Linked DNA regions of Sus scrofa: region 2 is linked to region 1. The links are chromatin contacts, called in public HiChIP or PLAC-seq maps. All regions are on one chromosome and are shown on one strand. The core of a region is the stretch at or near the end of the contact, and the rest is flanking DNA. Distances in the headings are between cores, read along the strand shown. Region 1 holds the start of C1H6orf203. Region 2 overlaps BEND3 (BEN domain-containing protein 3).

Region 1 (5,480 bases), core at 1,766-4,265:
CAACCTACACCACAGCTCATGGCTTAACCCACTGAGCAAGGCCAGGGATCGAACCTGCAAAACATGAATCCTAGTCAGATTCCTTTCTGCCACACCACAATGGAAACTCTGACTTTTGTCTTATTACAGAAAAAGTAGAGATGTTTGTTTATTAGAAACGTGTTTCACCACATTGAAAAAAAATAGGAGGAAATGGATGTTTTTAGAAATTATGATATTGTTGAGGAAGAAGAAACTTTCCTCTACCCTGGGTTCTTCTGGCTTGTCTAAGAATTAAATGGACATGAGACAGATTAGCAGGAGACACTCAAAGCTTAACATGTATACATGGAAGAGACCCAGGAAAACCGAATGCTCAGCAAAATGTCAGGAGCCCTCATACTAGGTGGTCTAAACCAGTGAGAACTATAATCTCCACAAGGCACCACAGCAGGGATGGGTTCCTGTGAAAAAAATTAAAAACCGCAAATATGTATATACACACACTACTGAATCTCATGGCAATTTTTTATATTAATTAGCACTTTGAGTTAAAAATCAACTTGATTCATTTTACAAAATGTTTATCATTTTAAAGGCCAGTGACTAAATCGATTGTACATAGTTGAATACCACTGTAGTAGGTTTTTTTTTTTTTCTTTTTATAGCCACACATGTGACATATGGAAGTTCCCGGGCTAGGGGTGGAATCGGAGCTGCAGCTGAGGGCTATGACAGAAATGCCAGGTCTGAGCCGCATCTGTGACTTACGCCACAGCTTGTGACAATGCCAGGTCCTTAATCCACTGAGCAAGGCCAGGGATCAAACCCGAATCATCACGGATACTAGTTGGGTTCTTTTTTTTTTTTTTTTTTGGTCTTTTTTTGCTATTTCTTGGGCCGCTCCCACGGCATATGGAGGTTCCCGGGCTAGGGGTCAAATCGGAGCTGTAGCCACCAGCCTATGCCAGAGACACAGCAACACCAGATCTGGGCTGCGCCACAACGGGAACTCCACTAGTTGGGTTCTTAACCCGCTAAGGGAACAGGAACTCCAGCACTGTATTCCTTTATCTCCTACCATAATCATATGTAATCATATAGAAATTTTACTGTTTATAATAATGCTGATTAACTTCTATTACTGGTGGATTTAATGATATAGTTGTAGTCTTTTACAAACAACTTAAACTACTAAATGCAACTGTGTATTACCTGTGGAAAATGTCAACAGTATAAACTGAATTGATATAATACATGAAGTTCTATTACTTCAGCACTTGATATAATTTGTAACTGCCTTTTCTTATTGCACAAATGCAATCAAGCAGCCTCTGCGGGAAGCAGCGAAATGAAAGCAGATGCAATGCAGACCTGGTATATAGGACAGGAAAAGGAAGGCGGATGCTCTGAAAACAAGAAAAAGAAACACATAATTTAACAGAGCATGTATCCCTATAAGTAATAATGTGAACATGTATGAATCCTCTTGAAACAGACTGTCCCTTGGAAGCTCTTCCTTTAATTTCTGGCTCATCTTTTCACACCATGAAAAGGCAGTATTTTCAGAGTTGGGTTTTGTTTGTTTTGTTTTGTTATCTAATCACCCACTGACTGACTGGTAAGGTGATCTCTTAGTTCTTGAAAATATGTTCTGAACTTCCCTTTTATTGTCAGAAAATTCTGGTGGGTGTGTGCATTTTTCTGGAGACAATATCTATAACTCAAAGATGTTCACAGAGGTTGGTGATCACAGAAAAATCCAAGGCCCACAGCATTAAAATAAGCTCTTGTGCCAAAAATAAACCCATGCACCAATGGTCAACTAATCTATGACAAAGGAAGCAAGAATATACAATGGAGAAAAAGTCTCTTCACTGAGTGGTGCTGGGAAGATTGGACAACTACATGTAAAATAATGAAATTAGAACATTTTCTAAGACCACATACAAAAATACACTCAAAATGGATTAAAGCCCTAAATGTAAGACCAGATACCATAAAATTCCTAGAAGAAAACATGGGCAGAACACTCTTCAACATAAATCATAGCAAAAATTTTTTGGATCCTTCTCTGAAACAAAGGAAATTAAAAGCAAAAATAAACAAAAAGGATCCAATTAAACTGAAAAGCTTTTTCACAGCAAAGGAAACCATCAACAAAATGAAAAGACAACCTACCAAATGGGAGAAAAAAATTGCAAATGATGACTGCTAAGGGGTTAATATCCAGCTGACATAAACAGCTCACCAAACTCGACAACACAAAAACGAAAACAAAAACCAAGCACTAACCAGATTAAAAATTAGACAGAACTGAATAGAAATTTTTAAAAGAGGAAATAAAGATACAAACAGGCACAAGAAAAGATCCTCATCATCGCTAATCATCAGGGAAATGCAAATCAAAACCACAGTGAGATATCACCTCAGACCTCTCAGAAGGGCTATCAGCAAAAAGACCACAAAAAAATGTTGGTGAGGCGGGGGAGGGGTTGGTCGGGAAGCTGGACAGAGAAAGACAAATACTCGATGTTATCACTTATATGTGGAATCTAAAAAAATACAACTAGTGAATATAACGAAAAAGAAACAGACGCTCAGCTATAGCCAAAAAACTAGTAGCTACCTTTGGGGAGAGAGAAGGGGCGGGGCATTCTAAGGGTAGGGGATTAAGAGGCACAAAAAATAAGCTACAAAGATAATATTGTTCAATATGGAGAATATAGCAAATATTTTATAATAACTCTGAGGAGTACCACCTTTAAAAATTACAAATCTCTATATTATACACCTGTAACTTATATAATGTTATACATCAACTATCTTAAATGAAAAATAAGTCAACTAATTTAAAAAAATAAAGCTCTCTTCAACCATGTGTAACCACCAGGCTCAGGCTTCCGGCTCGGCTCAGAGACGTGTCTGTCCTCGGGGCTGCCCTCCCGGCCCAGTCCGCCCGGCCGCGTCTTCCAGCAGAGGTCGCTGCGCCGCCGACGCCGCGCCCGAGTGCCCCGCCCAGCCCGCTCTCACTGCGCCGGCGCCGACGGAAGGGGCGGGGCGAGGCCAGGGAGGGGCCTGGAGGCCGGCGGTCTCGGCCTCGGTGGGAGACCGGGTGGGAGGAGCGGCGGTGACGTGCAGGTAACTGCGCCCCGGCCGGGCGTGCAGTGCCCCCGGCCCGCGCCCCCTTCTGTTGCTTCACCGCGCGCACGTGGCAAATACGGGCGTGGCGTTCTCCTGTCCTCTCCCTGCGGTGTCAGGTCTCCGCGTGAGTCTCTCGCGTCCTATCCTGGCCAGGTCGGGCCGCTCCGGGGGCTGCAGGGTCCGTGGGAACCCGGTGGGCAGAGGCGATCTGCCCCGGGCCCGGCAGCACCTGCTTGCTGCAGACACAGACCGTGAGCTCGAGGACTCTGGTGTCCTGTTTCCCTTGACCTTGAGGACCTGGGAAGGTGCGCAGCCCGAGGGGTGTAGGGAGGGAGCAAGGGGAACCCGACCTTGTCTCAGCATTTCGTCACTCTCCGAGGTCTCTAGGAGAAGACAGGATTTTTAGTTGCAGTTGACCTAAAAGCAGTTAGATCAGGTTCGCCACACAGAGTAGTTAGGCTTAAGAACGTGGAGAGATTCCACATGTCCCGCAGGTCACGGACAGCGTTGCCTTCGCACTCCACTCATTACTTTTTTTTTTTTTTTTAAACAGCCTTCGTTTATTTCACAGATTTTATATCTGTCTTGAAGATCTCGAAACCTCGTTCAGGTTTCCTGCCACGATCATCCATCCCCTTTTAGGTTCACGCTGCCACCAAAGAAATCTTTTAAAAGGCACTCCTATGGGATCACTTCTCTACTTAAAATCTTTCTAGAACTCTCATGCTTTCTGGGTCAAGTCCACACTTTGATCTGGAAGCCCCTTGGAGATGTAGCCTCTTGCCCTTCAACCCAGGCCCATCTTTGTTCTTCATCCCAGTGCACTGGTTCTTCTGGTGTACTTTGATTTCACAGTATTTAATGAAGCATTTACCACGTGCCCAGCACTGTTCTGGGCACTTGGGATTGACACAGGCAAACAGGTTATATTCTAGTAGAAGAGACATCAAAAAACAAAACTCCCATAAAGTGTATAATATGATAGCAGGTAGTAAGTGCTGTGGTGAGAGAAAGTAGAACAGAGTAAGGGGAAATTGGGAGGGCAAGATGCCTGTTAAATGGAGTTAGAATGAGTAGACTTTATGGAGGTGAAGATGAGTTATCCACAGGTAGCTGGGCTAACAGTGTTCTCTCGAAGTTGGAACAAAGAATCCCCAGAAGTGTACCTGTTGTTTTGAGGATCATTGGGAAGGAGCTGTGTGAGCAAGAGAGGCAGGAGGTGATGAGGGGCCAGATTGCACAGGGCCTGTAGGCCAAGGTAGGGATTTTGCTTTTCCAAGTGTTTTTTTAGGGTTTTGAGGGAAGGAATGGCATACTATAAATTAAAAGACTCACTTTGACTGTTCTATGGAGAATAGACTGCAGGGGGCCTTTTAGTAATGCTGGTGATAGATGAGGGCCTGAATCTGGTAGCAGTGGAAATGGTGACAAGTGATGGGATAATGGCCATGTTTTGGAGATAAGCTAACATCATTTCCTAATATAATGGATCTGGGTGGAAAGAGAAGAGTCAAGAGTGACCGGAAGCTTTTGCCCTCGGGAACTAGGAAGGTAGAGTTACAATTAACTGAGATGGGGAAGGCTGCAGGTAGAGCAGGTTTGGGTTGGGATGTATCAGGAGTTTGTTTTTGGACAAATTAAGTTTGAGGTGCCTGTTATGCACTCAGATGGAGATGTTGAATAGCCACTTGGATATTGTATCCGTGTCTCCAAGACTGCCCCTTGGTTCATTGATTTCACTAGGAAGACTCAACAGAACTCAGCTGTGGGTCATGGCCATGACTGATTACAGCAAAAAGATGCAAAGCACAATATGTAAGGGAGAAGATGCATGGGACAAAGTCTGGAGTGAACCGGGTGCAGTCTTCCAAGTGTCCCCTCCCAGTGGAGCACAAAGGACATGCTTCATTCTTCCAGCAAGAATTGTGACAAGAAGTGAAATGTTGGTCTGTCAGGAAAGCTCATTAGAGACCCAATGCTTATGATATTGATTGGAATTTAACCACACAGGCACCTTGTACCTAGAATGTTCCAAAATCCCAGACTCCCAGAAGGAAAGCAGGTATTCAGCATAAATCAAATTGTGCGGGCAGTTTAGGTACAGTAAGTCACTCATGTTGGTTCTGGGAATGGCAAGAACCCTCCAGAAATCCAAGTTCCCAGATACCAGGCAAGGGCCAGCCTGGCAGGCAGACCTGTCTAAGGATCACACTGTCAGACTTGCTGTATTATCTCTTGTCCTCAGGTATACAGGTCTGGGATTTGGGAGGCAGGTCTGGAATGGGGATATGGATTAGGGTGGTATTTAAAGCCATGGAAATATCTGGTGTCTTGATACGTAATTAGCAGAACTGACT
Region 2 (5,480 bases), core at 2,098-4,597, 51 kb after region 1:
GTGGGTTTGGGTTTTGTTTTTTTGTTTTTTTGTTTGTTTTTTTTTTGGCCATGCCCATAGCACGCGTAAGTTTCCGGGCCAGGGCTCGAGCCCTCACTATAGCAGTCACCCAAGTAGATAGAGTAACAATGCTGGACCTTCAACCTGCGTCACAAGAGAACTCCCAATTTTGGTTATTTTTTAAATGAATTAGTAGATAAATATTTAAACTTTTTCCTTCTGTTTTAGTTTCTACCACAGTAAATATTGACAGTAAAAAAAAAAAAAAAAAAAAAAAAAAAGTTCTTTGTGGAAGTTCCCGTTATGGTGCATGGGAAACAAATCCGACTAGTAACCATAAGGTTGTGGGTTTGATCCCTGGCCTCGCTCAGTGGGTTAAGTATCTGAGTCCTTCCAGATACTTTCTGCCAGATGTGACATGTATACAGCTTGGTGTTGCCCTGAGCTGTGGTGTAGCTCGCAGACATGGCTCGGATCCAGTGTCACTGTGACTGTGGTGTAGGCCAGCAGCTACAGCTCTGATTGGACCCCTAACCTGGGAACCTCCATATGCCACCAGTGTGGCCCTAAAAAGCGAAAAAAAAAAAAAAAAGTTCTTTGGGGTCCTCAGTAACTTTTAAGGGTATAAAGAGCCCTTGAGAGTACATTAATGTATCACGGGAATTTCTGTATCACTTATTTAGTTTGAGTTCCCCCAGAAGCAGGTTTTGAGACAAGGATTTAGAGTAGTTTCTTTGGGAGGGGACAGACAAGGGCTGAAAACCAGTAAGAGTCCCTAAGGCCAGCACTGAGGGTGCTGACAGAGGTGTCCAACAGGGGTTTGTGGGAGCTCCCCAGGCAATCCCTGAAGGCAGCAGCCTGCAGTGCCGCTACCTCCCAGCTCCCTGTACTGCCCTGTGCTTTTGCACACTAACAGCCTACCTGTGGAAGATGCTGTGCTAAGAACTCTACTAAGTGCACTTAACCTAACGATCGATCAATCGTAGGAGGTGGAAACTCTTCTTAGTCTCAGTTTACAAGTGAGGCAGAGCTTTAGAGCCAGTTGGGACCTCGGAGATCATTTCATTTTTCAGGTGTGAGACCCGAGGCTCGGGGGTTAGGAACCTGCTCCAAATCATCCCGTGGGGAGTGGCCCTGGCCTCCCTGACCTGTGCCTTGGTGGCTATGCTCCCCACCGTGTGACAGGCAGCTGGTGGTGCTGGTGGGGTGACTCTCCTCTGCACAGGGGGGATTAACCGACAGTCCAGCTTCTTTATAGGGATGGAAACCAACCCAGGGCAGAGGTGGGAGGACCTGGAGGATAAAGACGAAACCCTGGGAACTTGGGTTGGAGGGGAGGGTGGGTAAACATCAGAAGCTAACAGCAACAGGAAGGAAAGAGCAGTCAGAACCTCAAGGTTAGACGATATTACATTAAGGTTTCTATAACAACTGTAACTCACATCGAATAAACATCCCAGGCTGCGAGCTGCAGCTGTGGAGAAGACGACTATTTCGTGATCTGGATAGAAACCATTTTAACCTCTGACATGGACCAACAAGATTTATTTTCCTTTAGAAGAAATAACATTAAAGCAAATTCCAGAGGGAAATTATTATATACATATTTTTGGTCATCTTTTGTCTTTTTAGGGCCAAACCTGCGGCATATGGAGGTCCCCAGACTAGATGTCGAATCGGAGCTATAGCTGCCAGCCTACACCACAGCCACAGCAACACCAGATCCGAGCCACGTCTGCAACCTACACCACAGCTCATGGCAACGCCGGATCCTTAACCCACTGAGCAAGTGCAGGGACCAAACCCGCAACCTCATGGTTCCTACTCGGATTCATTTCTGATGCGCCACAACGGAAACTCCAAGAAAGATTTTGCTTCGGAAATAACCCTGTCGATGTTTTAAAAGGGCATAGCGTGATCTTCCTCATCACTTTCAGCTTCTAAAGACCTATAACCAAATCTTTCCGTCATTTACAGAGCCCCAAGCACTTTAAAATTACAACACGAAATGAGCCAAGACCAGAAGAGCAAAGAACCTGGGCCATGGGGTCTTTTTACTTCGAGTTGATCTCAGGTTAAGCACAGGCAGGAACTCAAGGGTCAGGCTGAGGGTGGAAATCCTGCAGTAGGCCCTCTGCACCCATCAGCTGTTATTAATTACTGATACGTCCACAAAAAGCTGCAGAGAAAATGGAAGGGACAACAAACTCAATGTGACCTGGATGGAGATCACCTTTGATCACAATGGTTATTTCCATGACAGAAAGTCGGGAAGTCAACTTCCACACATTTTCCTCAACACAGGACTTCAAAACCTCTATTGACAGAAAAAGCCGAGCATTAAATTATGCGTAAAGATTCAAAATCAATTGTTCATTACAGGGCCACCCAGTCAATAATAACATACTTCAGACGTCACTGAGGTATCTCAACAATGTAATATAAAAATGCCATAAAGCAGATGAAGAAAATACGTCAAAATGTTAATTACCTCCAGTTAGGAGGATTATGGATGACTTTTTTCTTTATAGTTTCCTCTACTTTCCACATATGCTAGAGGGAGCATGCAATTCTTTAAAAATGAGAAATTTTCAAAAATGAAAAAATAAGCATCTTCGCAATCTTTACTGCCTAGCCAGGTTATACCCACAAAGAACCACAAGCTAAGAATGTAAAAATCAAATCACTGAAGTACTTAAAATACTGACACTCTAAGAAACAATTTAACAACTGACAAACTAGCCCAGACCTTTCATTTCTGCCTCTGAACGTGTAAAAATCTCCTCAGTATTATACGGGGAGGGGAGATCAGTAAGTCTCAGCTCACAAGCCCAGGTGTGAACAAAAAGGTGAAAAGATCAGCTTTGAACACTAAGGAAATGCCATTTCCTGATGGGTGCATTGTAGGCTTCATCAATGTGTTGTCTGATCCTTCGAGGGTTTTTTAAAATAAGCCACATTTCATGGGAGGAAAAAAAACAAAGCCGGAGACCCAGACCAAGTCTTTTGGATCAGGGATCTAAGCTGCATGCTGAAGCCAGTTCACTTAGAGTCTGCTGGGGAAAAGAATTTAGCTGGAGAGTAGCTTTGCAATTCCCGTGGCTGGGCCTGCCGAGTCTCTGCATTCTGGATGACAGGCAGCCCTGTCTCTGGGTTCTGAGCACCCTGGGAGATGCTCTGACCTGCACCCAGAGCCCTCCTTCCCTAAATCCTCAAACTGGACCAAAGTGGGCAAATCAGGGCCTAGCTCCAGGGTGAAAAGGCAGGATGCAGCAGAGGGGAGGGGAGGTCTGGAGAGCTGAGGAGTGGCTGGGCCACAGAAAAAGGAAGGAGGGCTCTGAGGTCACCGGCTAAAGTGCATGATAAGGAGTCACGCGAGAGTCTGACAGGGGAACTGTCCCTGTTAGGAGCTGGATGCCAGACCACGGCCAGGCGAGCAGGGGGCACCTGGCCTGGCCATCCCTTGGCAAAGCCTTCCACCCGCACAGGATGGTGGGTCTCTTCCCTAAGCGCTCCAAGGGTTTCCAGAGCAAAGTGTCCTCTTGTCCCGGCCACAGGGGCTATGAGTGCTGGGGGAGCCTTTGCAGCAAGTTCTTTCAGGAGAGCCTAGCCCCAGGCTCCTGCGAGAGCAGCTTGAGGCTAATCAGAGGCACTGGCGGAGGACTGCGGCTGCCCAAGTCACACAGGACCAGCAGCAGGCCCAGAAATGGGAAGTACTTGGGCTTCCTGAAACCTTGACGTGCAACTCCCGCCAGCTGACTCAGGATTCTGCCCCACGACATCGGAAACATCCTCGGGACTCAGGGCTCACCCTGTGCTGAGGTTCAGTCCCAGGGCCTGGCCCTGCAGCCTGAGCTCAGGCTTCTCTGGGGCAAATCCTCCGGACCTCCACTCCCATTTCCAGGGTAAAGGGAGCCCCAGAATAGGAACGTGACAGGAGCCTGGGACCCTGGGGATAAAGGCTGTGCAGGGAGGCCACCTACAAAAGGCAGAGCTGGGAGAACAGGCCCAGTCCATTTTATTTTATTTTATTTTTGTCTTTTTGCCATTTCTTGGGCCGCTCCCGCGGCATATGGAGGTTCCCAGGCTAGGGGTCTAATTGGAGCTGTAGCCACCAGCCTAGGCCAGAGCCACAGCGACGTGGGATCTGAGCCATGTCTGCAACCTACACCACAGCTCACAGCAAGGCTTAACTCACTGAGCAAGGACAGGGATCGAACCCGCAACCTCATGGTTCCTAGTCGGATTCGTTAACCATTGCACCACGACGGGAACTCCCCAGTCTATTTAAAGATGTTAATAAAACATAGGCAAAGATTTAAACAGTTTAATTAAGACCTAACTAAACCTTACTTCATCCTGCCAAGTCACATGGTCTGACTTCATGAAACCTCCCCAGCACTGGTCTTACTGATTTTTAAAACTTCAACATAGAACAGGAGGACAGCAGCTACCATTCATGTAGCGCTGGCTCCCAGGTCTCAGTGTTTTACATGTTCGCCTGAGCAACCCTCACACGAGCCCTTACTCTGCAAACAGAGAAGCAGGGGGGCCAGCAGGCTATGCCTCGAGGGGAAGAGGAGGTGCTGCAGAGAGCAGAGGCAAGGAAAGAGGCGGTGGGCTTGGGGTGATGGCTTCGTTCCAGCCTTCTGAGAAGAGTTGGGCCTGAAGGTGGCATGACTGCCAGCTTTGCTTCCTCCTTTCCCTGCTGAGCACACCTTTGTAGGCTGTAGGGTGGGCTCAGAGGCAGGAGAAAGTCATCAGGCTGGTGGGCCTTGGGATCACCAAGGCAGGGACCAGTGCAGCTGACCTGAAAGAAAATGGAATTCCCTACTCAACTTTAGGGGCAGACAGATGTGGGTTCTATCAATCCCTGGGCAAGTGGCTTACCAGCCCAAGCCTTGGTGTTTTCTTCAGGTTAAAGGAGCTGCATGACACTGCCTCACCTCCTAAGGGCTTGGTGAAAACTACAAAGGAAAAAGTGCCTGGCACACAGCACTCAGTAAATGTTCTCTATGATAAAGCCTTCTTTAAAAAAAAAAAAAAAATTTAAGGAGTTCCTGTCGTGGCTCAGTGGTTAATGAATCCAACTAGGAACCATGAGGTTGTGGGTTCGATCCCTGGCCTTGCTCAGTGGGTTAAGGATCTGGCGTTGCTGTGGCTGTGGTATAGACTGGCGGCTATAACTCCGATTCGACATCTAGCCTGGGAACCTCCATATGCTGCGGATGCAGCCCCAGAAAAGACCAAAAAAAAAAAGTCTCCTTTAAAAAAAAAAAAAAAAAAAAAAGGAGTTCCCGTCGTGGCTCAGCGGTTAATGAACCTGACTAGTATCCATGAGGACAAGGGTTCAATCCCTGGCCTCAATCAGTGGGTTAAGGATCCAACTTTGCCATGAGCTGTGCTGGAGGTTGAAAACTTGGCTCGGATCCTGAGTTGCTATGGCTGTGGTTTAGGCCGGCAACTATAGCTCTGATTCA

What was found. HiChIP or PLAC-seq counts read pairs in DNA pulled down with a chosen protein or histone mark.
Region 2: a contact with region 1 is called in an H3K27ac HiChIP or PLAC-seq map of alveolar macrophages. The contact joins the enhancer-like site here to the promoter of C1H6orf203 in region 1. A contact is called at or near these places in 1 of 5 promoter capture datasets (liver), 12 of 47 Hi-C or Micro-C datasets (brain, fetal heart ventricle, fetal liver and 6 more) and 2 of 2 datasets of contacts at active chromatin or transcription factors (alveolar macrophages and skeletal muscle).

The regions. Positions count from the first base shown.
Region 1 is chr1:73,159,315-73,164,794 of Sscrofa11.1, forward strand. C1H6orf203 reads left to right here and starts at 3,016. Exons shown (of 4, transcript XM_021090591.1): 1 at 3,016-3,120.
Region 2 is chr1:73,210,329-73,215,808 of Sscrofa11.1, forward strand. The region is part of intron 2 of BEND3 (BEN domain-containing protein 3); the gene reads right to left. Among named protein-coding and RNA genes, the nearest start is that of BEND3, 12 kb to the right of the region's middle. Within about 2 kb of position 3,348, at least 21 of the 83 cell types and tissues checked have an H3K27ac peak or open chromatin away from gene starts, as enhancers often do. A contact at or near this core is called in alveolar macrophages, fetal liver, liver and 2 more, where this site is marked.